2 separate regions of the Mus musculus genome follow, and region 2 is linked to region 1. The links are chromatin contacts, called in public Hi-C maps. All regions are on one chromosome and are shown on one strand. The core of a region is the stretch at or near the end of the contact, and the rest is flanking DNA. Distances in the headings are between cores, read along the strand shown.

Region 1 (7,766 bases), core at 1,512-4,011:
TATACTATTTATACAGTGACCGAGGACCATACCTCCTGAGCTAGGCTCAGGATAGATCCCAGACTAAGCTAGTTAATCGCTGCCAATCATGTTTAAGAGGTGGCATCTGAGCACCGCTTTACTGGATTAGTCCTATGGTGTAGCAAAGGATACTTTGTTTCCCTTATCCACATGCTCAGAGATTATACTATTGGTCAAGGAGAATGCCGAGTGAGAATTCTCAATGTGGAAATCAGAAGTCTACAGTCTGTCTCCGTTTGTGCATTAAACTGGGGGCACCATTGCCTTCAGAGGGCGTTTGGTTTCTTCTCTAAATTGTATCTTATATATGGAGTAGGGAAGACCAGCCAAAGCTTCTATGAGGATCAGGGATCCCTATCTACGTGTCTGCAACTCCTGAAGAGCTTTCTAAATCAAGAACAGAAGAAAAATGATTCGGAGGAGTAAATAGCATTGGGATGGAGAGATGGATGGATGGTGTGTGTCTGTGTGTCTGTGTCTGTCTGTCTGTCTGTGAATGGGGGTGGTGTGTATGTGCCTGTGGTATGGCAGGTGTGTCTGTGTATGTCTGTGTGATGTATACATGGGAGGGTGTGTCTATGTCTGTGTGCATGTGTGTGTGTGTGTGTGTGTGTGTGTGTGTGTGTGTGTGTGTATGGTGTGTCTGTCTCTGTGTGTGGTGCGAATGGGGGAGTTCCTGTGTCTATGCACATGTGTGCATGTTTGTCTGTGCTTATGGAATATACATGTCTGTGAGGATGTGGGATGTGGGCGGGGGTGTTTATGGAGAGAGAGAGAGAGAGAGAGGGAGAGAAAGAAAGAAATGAACTATTGATTACCAACTAGCAAAGCAGATTGGCAGGTACTGTACTGAGGGACACGCATCTCATATAGACCTGCAAAAACAGCCAGTGAATAAATGGGAGAAATTGCCTTGCCCATGGCCCTTGCTCAGAATTATTACTGTGCCCATAACCAATCTCGCTTTCCCTTCAGTGGGAAAATAGCCTTAAAGCCACACTACGGCCAGGAGGAGGCAGGGGGGCGATGAAATCCCAGCTCACTCTGGAAATTAAGGCAGGAGACTCCAAATGGGGACCCTTTTGAGAGCTTGAGTGGCAAGCCTGCTTTCCGGTGGCTCTGGGAGGTTTCATCTGTAGAGTCGCCAGTAGATGCCAGAGTGTCAACACTGCACTGTCAATAGGAGGAGCCTGGCACCCCTCCCGTACAGCCACAACCTCTTATGCACAGTGCACGCCTCTTTATTCCCACAGCCTTCCCCGACCTCACCTCCATCTCCATTGCCAAGGCCAAAGATCACATGACTGGGCGTGTACACACCTTTATGGGAGGAAGACTGAGCCCAGACAGGTAAGGAAATAAGGGTAGCTAATGATCACAAAAGCAAATTCTAGCTCAGTTTGACTTTGAAGGTTTCCCCCATACCCCAAGGGTATTGGTATGTTGGCTTAGGTCAGGGTGCGGCCTTTTTACTTTTTATTTTTAGATAGGGTATTGTAGAGCCCTATCCTCTTAGCAAAACACCCACTATGTTCAACAGATCAGCTGTGCCTTCTTGCAAGAGACCATCACAGTGGGTCTTGTTGATTATCATTGTTCTCTCAGAGAAGGAGAAGGGTTGAGGCTCATGGGATCGTCCTGAACCTGCTGCTTCTCCTAGTCTTTTGGGTATTCATTCCCTAACTGCATGTAGCCTCAGGGTCTCAGGAGGGGTAGAGTACCCTGGCTGGAAAAGGCAATAGAAGGGGGTCTCCATCTCTGTAGCTATAGGGAAGCTATTACCCATGCTGGAGGAAGACTTTCCAGTGTGGCAGGGGTGAGGGGTGGGGGGTCCCTCACAATCTCACTAGCAACCCTTTACCCCCTGTTCTGTAAGCTCAATATACGCAATAGCTCCCCCAGGGTGCGCTTTGGTGAGATCACACTTGGGTTTGTTGTTGGGATCTTTTGTCCCTGACCCTCCTACTCCTACCTCAGGAAGGAATTCTTAAAACAGTGGCTCACTAAGTGGTCTAGACAGGCCTTGAATTTATAATCTTCCTACCTTGGCCACACCCTCTCCTCCCACTCCCCATAGCTGGGATTACCAAGCAGTGTCCACAGACCCAGCTTCCAAGGCAAGCTCTTGACCATGATATCATACACTGCACACATCCAAACATTCAAAAATAATAATAAAATAAAAGGCGTACATTGCAACGTTTTCTATTACCTTGGTGCTGGAGCCTGGCGTGCCAAACACACAAAGCCACACACAGCCTGGGCTCCATTTCCACTCTGTTCCCACAGACATGTCTCAGAGAGACATATTTGAGCTACAGTCTCATGAATTTTTTTTTATTTTCTTTTTGTGACGTGTTCTCATGTGCAACAATTCAAAGTCATTGGAAATGTTCCCGAGCTCAGAGCATCCTCCTCTAAAGAGAATGTGGGGCTCTTTAACCCCACAAAAGAAACCCTCACATCCCACCCTGCCTGGGGCCCCTCTACCATACCCCTGCTCCCTGGCTCCACTCACAAGGCATGGAAATCGGTGGCTGATGCGCCCAGCAGTAGGTTCATTAAGTGGGCAAGAGCGAGGCTCTCATTTGCTTCACTAAAAGTCGAAGGATTTTCAAAGAATTTGAAAATGACAGTCTGGATGGGATGGAAAAACAGAATCGACACGCAGTGGGCGTTTGAAAGGTTTGCAGGATTCTTCGCCCTCTTCTCTCTCTGAGGGGAGAGTATGATGAGGTCGGGCAGCAAGCAGCAAGCTCCTGGCAGGAATTCAAGGGCGATGAACGCAGACCAGGAAACATAGATGCATTGAGAAGGCAGCCAAACGTCTCCATATGTCATTTTTCCAGTACATTTGAGTTAAAATGGTTGTGGAATATGTAGCCAAGTAGGTTATACCAGGGCTACACAGGGAAGACGGGGGTTATTTTCTTGCATGTGACCAAAGCCAGACGTGGACCAATTCATGTAAGTGGTGCGGTACAAACCTGTAATGATTTATACTGCCGGCTGAGTGTGGCTGATCTGGGCATTTTGCAAGACTGGAATAAATCATGACAAAGAACAGAATTGAGTAAAGAGGAGAGAAAGAGGGTGGCAGCCACTGACACTGAGGCCCTGTTGCTGTGACCCTGTGGGACATCGGTTCTCAACCTGTGGGTCGCAGTCAAACAACCCTCTCACAGATTCACCTAAGACCCTCAAGAAACACAGAGATTTACGTTATGATTCACTACAAAAAAATTACAGTTATAAAATAGCAATGAAGATAATTTTACAACAGGGGCCCACAACAGGAGGGACTGTACTAAAGGGTCGTGGCCTTAGGAAGGTTGAAACCCATTGCTGTAGGAGCTAAGGAAGATGGTAGGTCTCTGGGAGGAAAAGACCAGTGATAACTAGCTGCAGGTTTACAGGATCCAGGGACTTGGTTGATGCTATCCCAGTTGCTCCGCTCAGCCTTGCTGAAAACGGTGTCTGAAGCCTTGAATTCAGCCCTATGCTCGGTCTGTCTACAAAGAGGTTATTAGGACAGTCTTCTGATAACACCACAGAGAAAATGAGACCGTTTTCACGTCTCTTATCAAGAAGCAGGATAGAGAATAATAGCAATTGATGAGTTCAGGCAAATGACCATGCAGGAAAGAGAGCCAGCCATGCAGGGCAGAAACATCGTTTTCCCGGAAGGGAGCCCTGGCTTGTCACAGAGAGGCAGGAAGCAGGGCTTCAGGACCTCTGGACGTTGCCGGTCCAGGGAAACTCAAGTAAGATGCTCCAGGTACTAATGAGGAAAGAGCACCCAGGCGTGAGACCCGAGAAACAAAACTCCGCTATCACAGACGGTGGCAGAGTGCTGTTTAGACAAAGAACACACTGTTCTTGTTTGTTTTACCTATGCGGAGCGTACAGAGGAGATTCCAAGCAAATGGAAACCAAGAAGACATTACTTGGAGAACTGAGAGAGCAATGACATCCACGACCTCCAGCCCCGTGTGTCGATGTATGACTTACAGCTGACCCCACCATGCTTGAGCTGCAAAGATCACTCTTACCCAGCTCTGACACTTGCATGAGGACTTCTGGCTTCCAGGGTGGTTGTTGCTGGTGGTGGTGGTTGTGGGTGTTTATTTGTTTATTTGTTTGTTTCTAGTCAGGGTTCCTCTGTGTTAGCCCTGGCTATCCTAGAAGTCACTTTCTAGACCAGGCTGGCCTCAAACTCACAGATACGTGTCTGTCTCTGCCTCCTGAGTGCTGGGGTTAAAGGGATGCATCACTGCCACCCTGCCCCAGGGTAGTTTTTACTATATGATCATAATTTGGTTTTCAAACCTAGTAGTACTTCAGAATTTGAGCAATAGTTGCGTGTGTGTGTGTGTGTGTGTGTGTGTGTGTGTGTGTGTGTGTCAGGGGCAGGGAGGGGGCTTGCCTACCCATTGTGTGTCTCAAGATCCCACGTCTCCTCCTCGCTGTTGTCAAGAGAGACTATGGTTCTTCCTGATCAGTTTAGAGATAGGAAGCCAGCAGCTTTTTTGTTTGTTTGTTTGTTTGTTTTTGTTTTTTTGTTTTTTGTTTTTCGAGACAGGGTTTCTCTGTGCAGCCCTGGCTATCCTGGAACTCACTCTGTAGACCAGGCTAGCCTCGAACTCAGAAATCTGCCTGCCTCTGCCTCCCAAGTGCTGGGATTAAAGGCGAGTGCCACCATGCCTGGCATGGGAGCCCGGAGCTTGTCTCGCTCACCCCACCCCCGCGCCCCCACTGAGCTCCACTTTCCCGTGTTTGGTTTGAGGTCTCCGGCTCCTGTAACTGTCTCCTGCCTGGGAGGAAGACTGCCCTCCAAAAGCATCTATCACCCTACTGAAGAAGAAATTAGTGGAGCTGGAGAGTTGGCTCAGTGGTTAGGCATGCAGACTGCTATTCCAGAGGTCCTGGGTTCAAGTCCAAGTACATGCATGGTGATTCACAACTGTCTGTAATTCTAGTTCCAGAGTGCTGAATGTCTCTTCTGGCATGCAAGTACAGACAGACATGCAGGCAAAGTAATTATGTTCCTAAAAATAAATAGATCACTTTTTTGTTTTTTTAAAGAAATGGGCCCAGTAGCCCTGCATTTTGCAAGGCACAGCTGTCCCCTAGTTAGAATCGGCCACTAGTCAGCACGGAGCATCAGGGGATGGAGGTTCTGAGGGATGGCACAAGGGACGTGGATAAGAGTGATGCTCATATGCCCAGAGAGTTCCCAGTCTTTTGAGAGACATGGAATGATGGACAGGAACAGAGGAAAGAACACAGGCGTGTGAGCCACAGCTTAGGACCCCAGCAGGGACCTGTGCTCAGCCCAGCTCACAGTCAGCTGGGAGAGGAAGAATTAAGCAATGGCAGAGGGGACTCTGGACCATTCTGTGTGGACACTAGGCATCTCTGTTGGGACTCCATGAGTATTCTCTCTCTCTCTCTCTCTCTCTCTCTCTCCCCACCCCCCCCCCGCTTCCGTGCCTCCCTCCTCTCCCTTTTACCTCTCTCTCCCCTTCCCTTCCTTCCTCCCTCCTCTTTCCTTTCACCTCTCTCCCTCTTTCTCTCTCCCTTCCTCCTTCTCTCCCCCTCTCTCTGACTCTGTCTCTCTCCTCCCCTCCTTATGTACCTCCCCCTCTTACCTTTAGTCTTGCCCCCTCTTTTATTCTCTCTACCTCCCCCCTTTCTCTCTCTCTCTCTCTCTCTCTCTGACTTTGTCTCTCTCCTTGCCTTCCTTCCCTTCTGTCTTCCTGTCTCTCTCCTTCAGTCTTCTGCCCAGGAGAAACCAAGGACCCTATTTCACAAGATTTCTGAGTTTTGTAGGGAGGCTAAAAGACTCTAATCTTGTGTAAAACCTTTGGTTTCTACAACATTGCAAATTCAGATGTTCAGAAAACATGTAAGCAGGGGGGAAAAAAGAAAGCAAGGCTCTAGAGTCCAGTTTTTAGTTCCTGTAAATGTGCTGGTATCAGGAGGGTTACAAAGAGGGTTTGGAAATACCACAACAAATAGGGTTTAGTTAAAAATTGCCTTAGTCCATCTGAGATGTGATCTGAAAATATCACAGGCTGGGTAGCTTTATGAACTATAGAGTCACTGCTCTAGAGACCTGGGGCTGGAAGTACAAGGGCAAGGCTCTGACAAACTTAGCCTTTGCTTCCCCACTGTTAAGATTTGCTTAATCTCTCACAGGCTCATGCTCCTCTATTGAAGGTATTGCTTTGGAAGGTTGGGAAAACTTTGGGACTCTGGGTCTAGTACCTAGCAGTACTGGGTCCCCCTGGAGGGATAGAACTCAGCCCTGCTTCCCCATCCACAAAGATCTGAACAAGTTTATCCACTAGCTCCAGACATCCGCCATGCTTTCTCCACCAGATCAGACTGAACCCAGAAAACCGTGAGCCAACAAAGGCAGCACCTCCCTCAAGTTGCTTCTGTTTGATCCTTTGCCATGGCAATGAGGAAAGTCAGCAGTAGATGGATGGTGAGCTCTCCATGGGTCCTTCTGCGGGGTGGGGTGCAGGCAGCTCCCTTTGAAGCCAGCAGGATTCCAATCCCGAGGGCTTCGCCCTCTTGACCTTATCACCTCCTGATGCCATCGTCCTGGGAACAGGGATTTCAACATAAAGTAAGGGGAAGGACATTCAGACTCCAGCAAAGATTCCCCACCAATGTCACCCATACAACAAACAGCAGAGCAGCCACACTCCTTCCCCTCCTTGGTAGGTAATTCTTGTCTATGGTGAGTGCGACTGGGCATACCTGCAGACCAACACAAGTGTCACCACCCTGCAGGAATCTGTGGACCATGCCACCCACATCCCACAGTCTCGCTAAGCGCCACAAAATGATGTTCTTTAACACGCGCACCACACCCCCCCCCCTCCAAAACACTTGTTTTCAACAAGGAAAAAAAAAAAAACAAAACTTAGCCAAAGAGCCTTTCTCCATTTAGCGTTCCCGATAATTCTGCATTCCTGGGTGGTGTTAAACGTTGCTTAGATTTATAATAGGAAGCAATTACCAGACAAATTCACCATCTTCAGCTAATACAACTCCCTTCAAAATGTGATGTTTCTGAAGAAACAGATAAAAAGCCAGGCTGAAGCGATCACATTGGGGGAGGCAATTCCTTTTATATCTCTGTAAAAGTGATTACAGGCAAATTTCCTATGCCAAAAAAGCCAACGCCTGATGCATGTGTACTTTATTTTCTTGGCATCCCTCGGCCCCTTAATTTTTTCGCAATTAGGGAAAATATTTGATGATAATAACATCTCTCAGTTGAGTCAGATAAATTCTCTTCCGTCCTCCCTCCGGGCTCCTCCCACTCAGCCAGCTTCCCCCCACCCCAAATCCGTTGTGTAGCTAGCTTCTCCGGCTTGTGGCTCACCTCCACCAAATGGCATAGCTTCCCTCCACCCACACCTTGGCCACACACAGCAGTATTGTTTCCGTTCCGGGCCAGAACCCAGTGGTCCTTCTCCTGGGTGCTAAGTGGAATGTGGAATGTGCACACGTGCTTTGGGATAGACGAGATGGATGGGCTGGAACACAGCTCAGGAGGAAAGCTCTGTTGGTGTGTGTGAGAAGAAGGCCCTGCGCTCCAACCTGGCCCTGCAAGGAAAGGAAGGGGAAGGGAGGAAAGGAGAGGAAAGAAAGGGGAGAGGAAGGAGGGGGGCCAAGTAGCTTTCTGAAGCCTGTTGACTGAGCTTGGTCCTTGGTGAAGTAGAAAG
Region 2 (7,766 bases), core at 3,810-6,309, 67 kb before region 1:
GAAGTGTGATATGATCGGAAGGTGAGATAGGGCAGGACCTTAAAACATACCAGGGAATGTAGAAGAACAGGTCTTTAACCCCAGGCTTGGAATGTCAGCGCATTGACTCGCCTGTTTCCTCAGGCACCATCTTGCCCTGTCTGAACTTTGCATTCCCTAACACACAAGGATGTGGTCAGTACTTGTGTGGTGGCGTCCACCATCACATTGCCTCTTTGTCTGTCCCTTTTCTCATGAATTTTCCCCAGTTTCCTTAGGTCACACAGCTGATCACTCTTCCTCCAGTCAGCTACACACACAGAGCTCAGTCCATGGCTCCGGAGCAAACCCTGCCATCTAGAGCTGCATCGGCCAGCACAGCACATTGCCCAACCACATCACAACTCAGGTTTGAGAGCATGACTCAGTAACCTTCCCAGAGAGGAAGAGACTCCAGGAGGGAGTGCTGGGACACGGCCTCTGCTAGATGTCAGCCCCAAAGGACTAGGTCCCCTGACTTAAAACTGTAAGGAGACTTAAAACTGCCTGACAGAGAAGGGAGCCCGCCCTGGGAAGAGTCTACAGATGGGACCTGGTAACATCACCTGGACCACACTGCCCCTGAAGCCAGGTGCTTGCAGGCTGTTCAGAGTTTAAGCTACCCAGTAAGTTTCTCATTTGCTTAAATCCATTCTGACTAGATTTCCCCACCTCACTCTGATCTACAACAGCCCGCGGCTGCTTCCTGTCTCTGTTTGACGTTCTGAGGTTGCAATGCTACTCATGGCCAAGGTCAGGGATGGTTCAGAGCAGAAGTTTCAATTGGGAATCTGATAAGTCTGACTTGTGAATGACCCCTGTCCCCTGGGGTGAGTTTAATTATGCACCTGATCTTCCAGATCTCCTCCTACCGACTGTGGAAGAAGGAAATGGGGGTGGGGGTGAGGGGAAGACATCTTCTCAAGGGAAAGGATTATAAAGGCGGGTTGGCTGTCTTCCCATTCTATAGATGTGGAAACTGAGGCTCAGAATGCCCAAGGGATAACTCTGAGCATAGCTGACCTTCTGCTCCAGAGCCTATTGGATCTCACTTGATGGAGTTCCCAAATCTTCTCCAAAGGACTCGAAGCCCAACCTGGCTTGAACAAGGCAACAGGTACTAGTAGCCAGAGTTTACTAACAAAAAGCTGTGCATGTGTGTGGCAGTGTGGAGTACCACTGAGGTTGGCCATCCAGGAAACAAGTGCATACACCCCACATACCACCCCCACATCTCTGTACAACACTCACTCTGTGCTGGTTGGGTGGATGTTTTTCAGATAATAGTGCATGGTGTGGTAGAGAAGGCCGACAATCGTGGTCCAGGCTGAGGACAAAGCAAAGGTCGGATGCTCATCAACACTCCAGTCATAAGCAGGAGATGTGCAGAACCAGGCACACATTGAGGCTGAGGGCAGTGACTCGGGGTCGGGGTGGGGAGGAGGAAGGAAGAGCCACAAGACCATGACATTTACAACAGCATGGGAGCTGTGGCTAGTCCGCAGGGTGCTCAACTGGGACAGTGACCCCCTGCCCCGTCCCTTATGCCCACTCCAGAGCCAGGTGCTGAGACTTGCCCAGGATAACAGAGAGCCTCAGGGACAGGGAACGGGTCATGGGGCTGCCAGTTGCCCAGCAGGGAGTGTGTCTCAATCAGTCTGCAGGAGGGGTATGCTGATGCTCAAACGGAGCTCTACAGGCTGTAGTGGAGAGCTAGATGGCTACAATGTATCCCTTGTCCCTTGTTACAGTAAGACCCACATACTCAGCATTTCTTTCTCTCTGCTATTGTGAGAACGCTAGGCTATCGTTGGCTGATTTTGTGAGCTCTTTTGCCATCAATTTGGGACTCACTACATGCCATGCATAGTGACTGATATACACTTTGCCTTGTAAGTTCTGTAACAATACCATGAAGCGGGTATTGTTGTTGGCCTGGCATAGATATGGTCAGAAACCTGCCCAGGGCCACACAGCCATTGGTGGGCTAAACTAGGGTTTTAACCAGAGTTTGGCTTGCTTGACAGTAAGTGTTGAGAACATGGATTCTGGCCATTCTTGAAGATTGGGTTATTGCCAATCTGTCCTGCATTGGAACCTGGGAGGATCAGACGCTATGCAAGGCTAGATGGTACTTCTCTCTTGAGAGCAGAAAATGCTGTCTTTGCCCAGAGGAGATTGAAGTCATGAGTGCCTGTCCTCCAGACAAAAAAAAAAAAGTATCCTTGTGCCGAGCAGTGGTGGTGCACGCCTTTAATCCCAGCACTTGGGAGGTAGAGGCAGGTAGATTTCTAAGTTCGAGACCAGCCTGGTCTACAGAGTGAGTTCCAGGACAGCCAGGGCTACACAGAAAAACCCTGTCTCCAACACCCCCCCCCTAAAATGTATCCTTGCAGGGCTGGGTAGCAGGGCTGGGTCTCTGTCTGGGCCCCTAGGGAGAGAAACCACAATAATCCTCAACTGTGAGTGGACCCAAGATGGAAGGATCCACATAGATGTCAGCCAGATGTGGTCAGAGCTGCCTGGGCTCCAGAGTGCGCCTGTGTAACCAGGTATCCTTGGTTACTTACTCATAATGAGACTTGATCTGAACCTGTCCTGGGATAGTTTCTGGGTCCTCTCTACAGACATATCTATCCATAGCTACCTTGGGCAAGAGGAGAGGTGCCACCTCTAGTCATATTCGACTAACCAGGAGCTGGGCAGATTTGGGGACACACAGTATCCTATGTGGTGGGCCAGACTCACAGCAATGTGGATTTTTCTCAAGCTCCACTCTAAGTCCCAGCTCCATCGATGGTCTAGTGTGTATTGTGGAATGAGGTGGTATGGTATGCTTTGCATCCGAGTCCTCTCTAGGAGCATCCAACTCCCACCCTCCCACAGAGGGACAGCCACCCAGGCTGCAGCACCTGAGGGCCTGAGGAACCAGATCCACTCACCTTGGCTGTGAAGGGCCTCTCTCGGAATTTCAATGTAGCTATGCCCATGGGCTGGGAATCTATAGTGGGGAGCACTGAGCGCTGGTGGGAGGACCTTGGCCACAGTGAATTCTGAAGGAGAAGAAGACACAGTGAATGGGGTCAGCAGGCTCACCTGCTGTGGGAAACAGGCTGAAGACCCTGTGTGCCACCACCCTTCATTTCCTCTACCTAACCAACATCTAGGAGAGAGGAATCGCCTCTAGAAAGGGTGACCCAGAACACACATGTGTACATACACACGTGCGCACACACACACATGCATGTGTGCACACACGTGCACATCTGCATGCATGTGAGTTAGGAGGAGAATTCCTGGCTGGAGGGACCCCACCCCTTTACAGACCTCTAGCTCTAAGTATCCAACCTCATGGTAGCAATGATGCCAGACCCCATCATAGCAATGGTTGCTATATTAGATAGCCATATCGCTATCTAAGCTCTGGGGGACGCCATCAGAAAAGAGAAAATGAAACCACGAGTGTGGAGGGAGTGCCTTGGCAGACAGGCTGCCCCAAAGGCTGCTTCTTGGGGCAGATGAGCTCCTAAGCCATGATAGGAAGCTGTATGGTACCTCTGCACTGAAGTGTCCTGAGACAGAAGTTCAAAGCGAAGAACACAGGGGTCCGTGGGACCTCTGACACATCCTGGGAACACCAGGCTGCTTCCTCTAATGTCCCATTCTGGCATTCATCCAGACTTGCATTCTGTACTCCTTGACTCTTCCTCCCCTGGCTCTCTTCACCCACTTCCACATCTCCAAGGCAGAGAGCATCCCACTGGATATTTAAGGACCCAGAGGCTCAAAGAGTTCCAATTCCCATTCTGTTTAAGCCCAGATGACTGTCATCTTACACACACACACACATACACACACACACACTGTCGTGACTGCTTACCCAGTCACGTGTGCATGCCACGACCCAGCACTTCTAATCTAATTCTAACAGGGCTTCCTTCCAAACTGGGATTTTTGCACAAGGTGCTGGAGCTCAGAAAATGGTGCTCCATCTCAGCTGCTGTGTAAAGACCAATGACCTGCGCATCCAACACTCTTTCTCCCACAACTCCCCACTGCCTCCCAACCTGATAATGGCTACCTGCCGTGGAGGACGAGCCTGTGAGGGTGACATGGGGTTCTCTGGACTGTAGGTTGGATGATATGTGGCCCATGACGGTATCGATGGTGTCAACCAGGCCCAGCGTCATGGCGTTGTCCTGCAAGGAACACAGACTTGAAACTCTGAGGACCACCTCCTCAGCATCATGAGATGAACACATAAAGAGCTCAGAGCTTCACTTCCCCCCCCCCTTCCACCCGTGACAGCTATCGGAAAGAAAAAAAATCACCCAGCTGCCCCACTTCGAAGCCTGGGGTCGGGGCGGTGACCTGACCCGATGAGTTCTTGGAGCACAGGATGCACAAGTCAAAGCTCACCCAATGTCATACATAGCACTAACTTCTGAGTGACCAGAGAGCTCAGACACCTGTTCGTAGCTCTGCTACGAAGACACTAAGGACTGGGGCAAATCTCAGGTCTGCTTATGCCTCCGTCTTACAGATAGTGGCCTTGAGTCCCCTGAGGCGTGAGGACATCAGGGATTCTTTTCTGCCCTCAATGAAGTGGCAGCCTCTTTAAAGGTACCAGCCTCCCCAATTCCCTCTGGCCTCTTTGACTCCTCGTCCATAGTCCTCTTTACCTATTCGGCATCTTTAAGGTGGCAAGGACACCACTGGATTCTGCCCACAGGAAAACAGGGCCCTCTTAGCTTCACAGACAGGGTTTATGTCCAGCTCGGCCTGACTCTTTTGGACCTCAGCAAGGCAGCCGAGTTCTCTCAGGCCCCTTGCCCAGTTCTGTCTCGCCCTCCCATCCCCTTCATATCCTTTCTTAGACAGCATCTGTCGCAGCTGAGCTCTCGGCAACCTCTCCCAAACGCTCCAGGAGGACCCACTGAGGCGGAACCAGACGCCCAGGCCAATTTTAGACATTGTCTCTTAGGCCCCGTGGTCTGATTCCAATCAGAGCGTCTGTGTCTTTGGCACCCGGTTCTGCGAGGAGCAGCGATTCGTGAGCACCCTTCCCTTCAATGCTCATAAGCTTGCCTAAACCGGGATTGTTTCGTAATTATTCATATTTTTGCAGCAGATTTGCATATTTTACATTCAAAGAAAGTTCATTTAAATCAATGAAGAAAATCTGTTGGTCCAAGGCCTCCACTGGCTGCCGTCCCTCGGCTGGCTGTCCCTACTGGCTATCTTCCCCGCATTTCAGACTGCAGCTTGTACACAGAGTCCCCTGGAAACCTATCTCTGGAGGTCTATGCTTCTTGAAAGGGAATGTATTTCTATGTTAGACCGCCACTTTAACATTCTTGATCCCCTCTCCTTCCCATTTGCCAATGTTATACGGTCTAATTTCACACGAAGCTGTTCAATAAAGGGCTCGCGGCACTGCAAGCCCTTGCCGCCATCTTATTAATTAGGTGAGAATTGGCTGTCTCTTCTGCCTCTGCACCTGGTGGAAAAGCTTTAAATGTTCGAAATGAGGAGGGCTCAGGAGAGGGAGCACGTGGGCATGTTGGTGCATCAGGGCCCTCCAGGGCACTTGGAGCCTTCATACTCTCTCTCTCTCAATGCACCCCTAGAGCCATGTGTGGCACGAAACCTAGGCGGAGTGTGAGATCTCTAAATCACTGCATAGACTGACTACTAGAGAGGCCAATACCCACTCTACTAAGTCACTGTGAGGTGGGTCTGTTGTTACTGTAGCATGTTCTTTTCCCCACTCTTTCCTATTTTGTGTGGGTGTGTGGTATGTACGTGTGTGCATGTTTTTGCTTGTACAGGTATATATGCACACACGCACATGCGTACATGTGGGGCCTAAAGTTCATGATGAAATCGGCTTAAATCATTTTTCCACTGTACTCATTGAGATGGGGGGGCTCTCAGTCAAACCTATATAGCTAGCTAGCTATCTTGCCTCGGGGATCCCCTCCTCCCTGCCTTCTCAGGTTGGAGTTATGAGGAAGGTGGCATGGCTGCCCAGCATTTGTGTGGACGCCTGGGATCTGAACTCCATTTTTGCATACTTGTGAGCTCTCTCTTCAACCCCATCTTGGCAAAAGTTCTTGATAAAATTACAGAAAAGCAGGTTCTAGCAGATGTCTGTAGAATGTATGTGCGTGAGCGGGCTGTGGACCAGACTGTGGGGTTATATGAGGCTGCTCACCGTCACGCTTTGCCTGAAAGTCCCTGGTGATTCTTATCTTAGGTATTTTTATCACTGCAACTATTCATTGACTCTGCTCATGTTTTAAAGAAGTAATATCAATAAGATGGTTGGGAATCAAGGAAAAGCACTCTGCTCTGCTTCTCAAATTTTGAGTGCAGGGGGACAAAAGCCTTTCATTTTCTCTTTAATCATGAAGCACACTTTTGAGCTCTGCCGTCTCGCACTCAATCCGCTGATCTTAAAATGCCAAATATGGCTCTTGCTATTCAAGAATGCAGAATAAAAAAAAAATACAATGCTGTGTGAAATGACAGACAAAGGTCAGCCTTCGGGAAAAGCTGTTCCCTTACCCAGAGGCAGAGGCAGTGGCACAGGACCGAGGGTCCCTGGGTCCCCACCCCACCCCGGGGTGCATTTCATGCCCAAGGGAAATGAACTTCAGTGTCTCAGGCATCAGGACCGAGAAAGGCTTCATTCTTCTTGGGGATAGTTAGGGCCATGGGGTGCCACTGCAGAAAGACAGCCAAAATGCAGCACACACATGCTAAAGGCCAAAGCGTCCTCTTCCTTACCTCTGATTCATGGGTCCAGCTGGGCAGTAGGAGGACCTCACCCACCGTTCTTAAGAAGGTCTAAAGGTAAACAGAACAACACTGCTTAGCATAGACCCTCCAGTCTCACGTCTGAACCTATCAGTCTCCTTCCCCATCTTCCCACATCTCCTCAGCTGGCCGTTGGTGTCGCGCACAGTGGCAGGCAATGATGGCTTGTACTTGTGGTGTGTGTCCATCTGTGTATGTGTGTAATGTTTACACGAGCACACTTTCATATTAGTGTGTGTGAGTGCTTGGGAAGTCCAAGGATGATGTCAGTGATCACCCTGAGTTGCTCATCCACCTTATCCATTGAGATCTCTCAACTAATCTCAGAGCTGGCCATTATGGCTAAATCCTGTCTCTGCCTTCTGAGACTGGAATCATATGCAGGTTTCAGCACTATATGGATTCTGGGGATCTGAGCTCAGATCTTCAGGGTTGTGGGTCAAATGCTTTAATCACTGAGTTATCTCCCCAGCCTTGGGCTATATCTTATGGATGCTGTCTCTTTTGTTTCTGTGGCAACCTTGTATAGTCGGTGATCAGGATGTGGACATCACAAGTGACAGCTTCTAGCATGTCCCATCATTGAATGGATGGATGAGTGGATGGATGGATGGATGGATGGATGGATGGATGGATGGAGGATAGATAGATGAATGGATGGATAAATGGATACATATATGGATGGGTAAATGGATGAGTGGCTAGATGGCTAGATAGATGGATAGAAGTATGGGTGAATGAATGAATGAATGAATGAATGAATGAATGGGTAAATGAGTGCATGAGTGGATGGTTAAATGGATGGATGAGTGGCTAAATGGATAGATGGATGGATGACTGGGTGAATTGATAGGTAGATGGATTTATAGACAGATAGATTGATGAGTGATAGAATGAGTGAATTATCACATTCACGAAACCTGACA

The links. A called contact is a pair of places that touch in the nucleus more often than the background predicts.
Region 2: a Hi-C map of cortical neurons shows a contact between it and region 1, with 2.6 times the contacts expected there. The contact joins two enhancer-like sites. A contact is called at or near these places in 1 of 39 promoter capture datasets (hippocampal neurons), 21 of 484 Hi-C or Micro-C datasets (LSK cells, Sertoli cells, cerebral cortex and 10 more) and 9 of 115 datasets of contacts at active chromatin or transcription factors (acute myeloid leukemia, cardiomyocytes, embryonic stem cells and 3 more).

What each region holds. Positions count from the first base shown.
Region 1 is chr5:129,067,111-129,074,876 of GRCm38.p6, reverse strand. It overlaps Gm38615 (a long non-coding RNA gene), which reads right to left. Exons shown (of 3, transcript XR_868544.1): 2 at 7,055-7,107; 3 at 5,969-6,633. Among named protein-coding and RNA genes, the nearest start is that of Gm38615, 7.4 kb to the right of the region's middle. Within about 2 kb of position 2,761, at least 20 of the 459 cell types and tissues checked have an H3K27ac peak or open chromatin away from gene starts, as enhancers often do. A contact at or near this core is called in cortical neurons and forebrain, where this site is marked.
Region 2 is chr5:129,136,039-129,143,804 of GRCm38.p6, reverse strand. Adgrd1 (adhesion G protein-coupled receptor D1) reads right to left here. Exons shown (of 25, transcript NM_001347486.1): 9 at 6,811-6,870; 10 at 4,100-4,217; 11 at 2,961-3,071; 12 at 1,270-1,345. Among named protein-coding and RNA genes, the nearest start is that of Gm46923, 23 kb to the right of the region's middle. Within about 2 kb of position 5,059, at least 25 of the 459 cell types and tissues checked have an H3K27ac peak or open chromatin away from gene starts, as enhancers often do. A contact at or near this core is called in cortical neurons and forebrain, where this site is marked.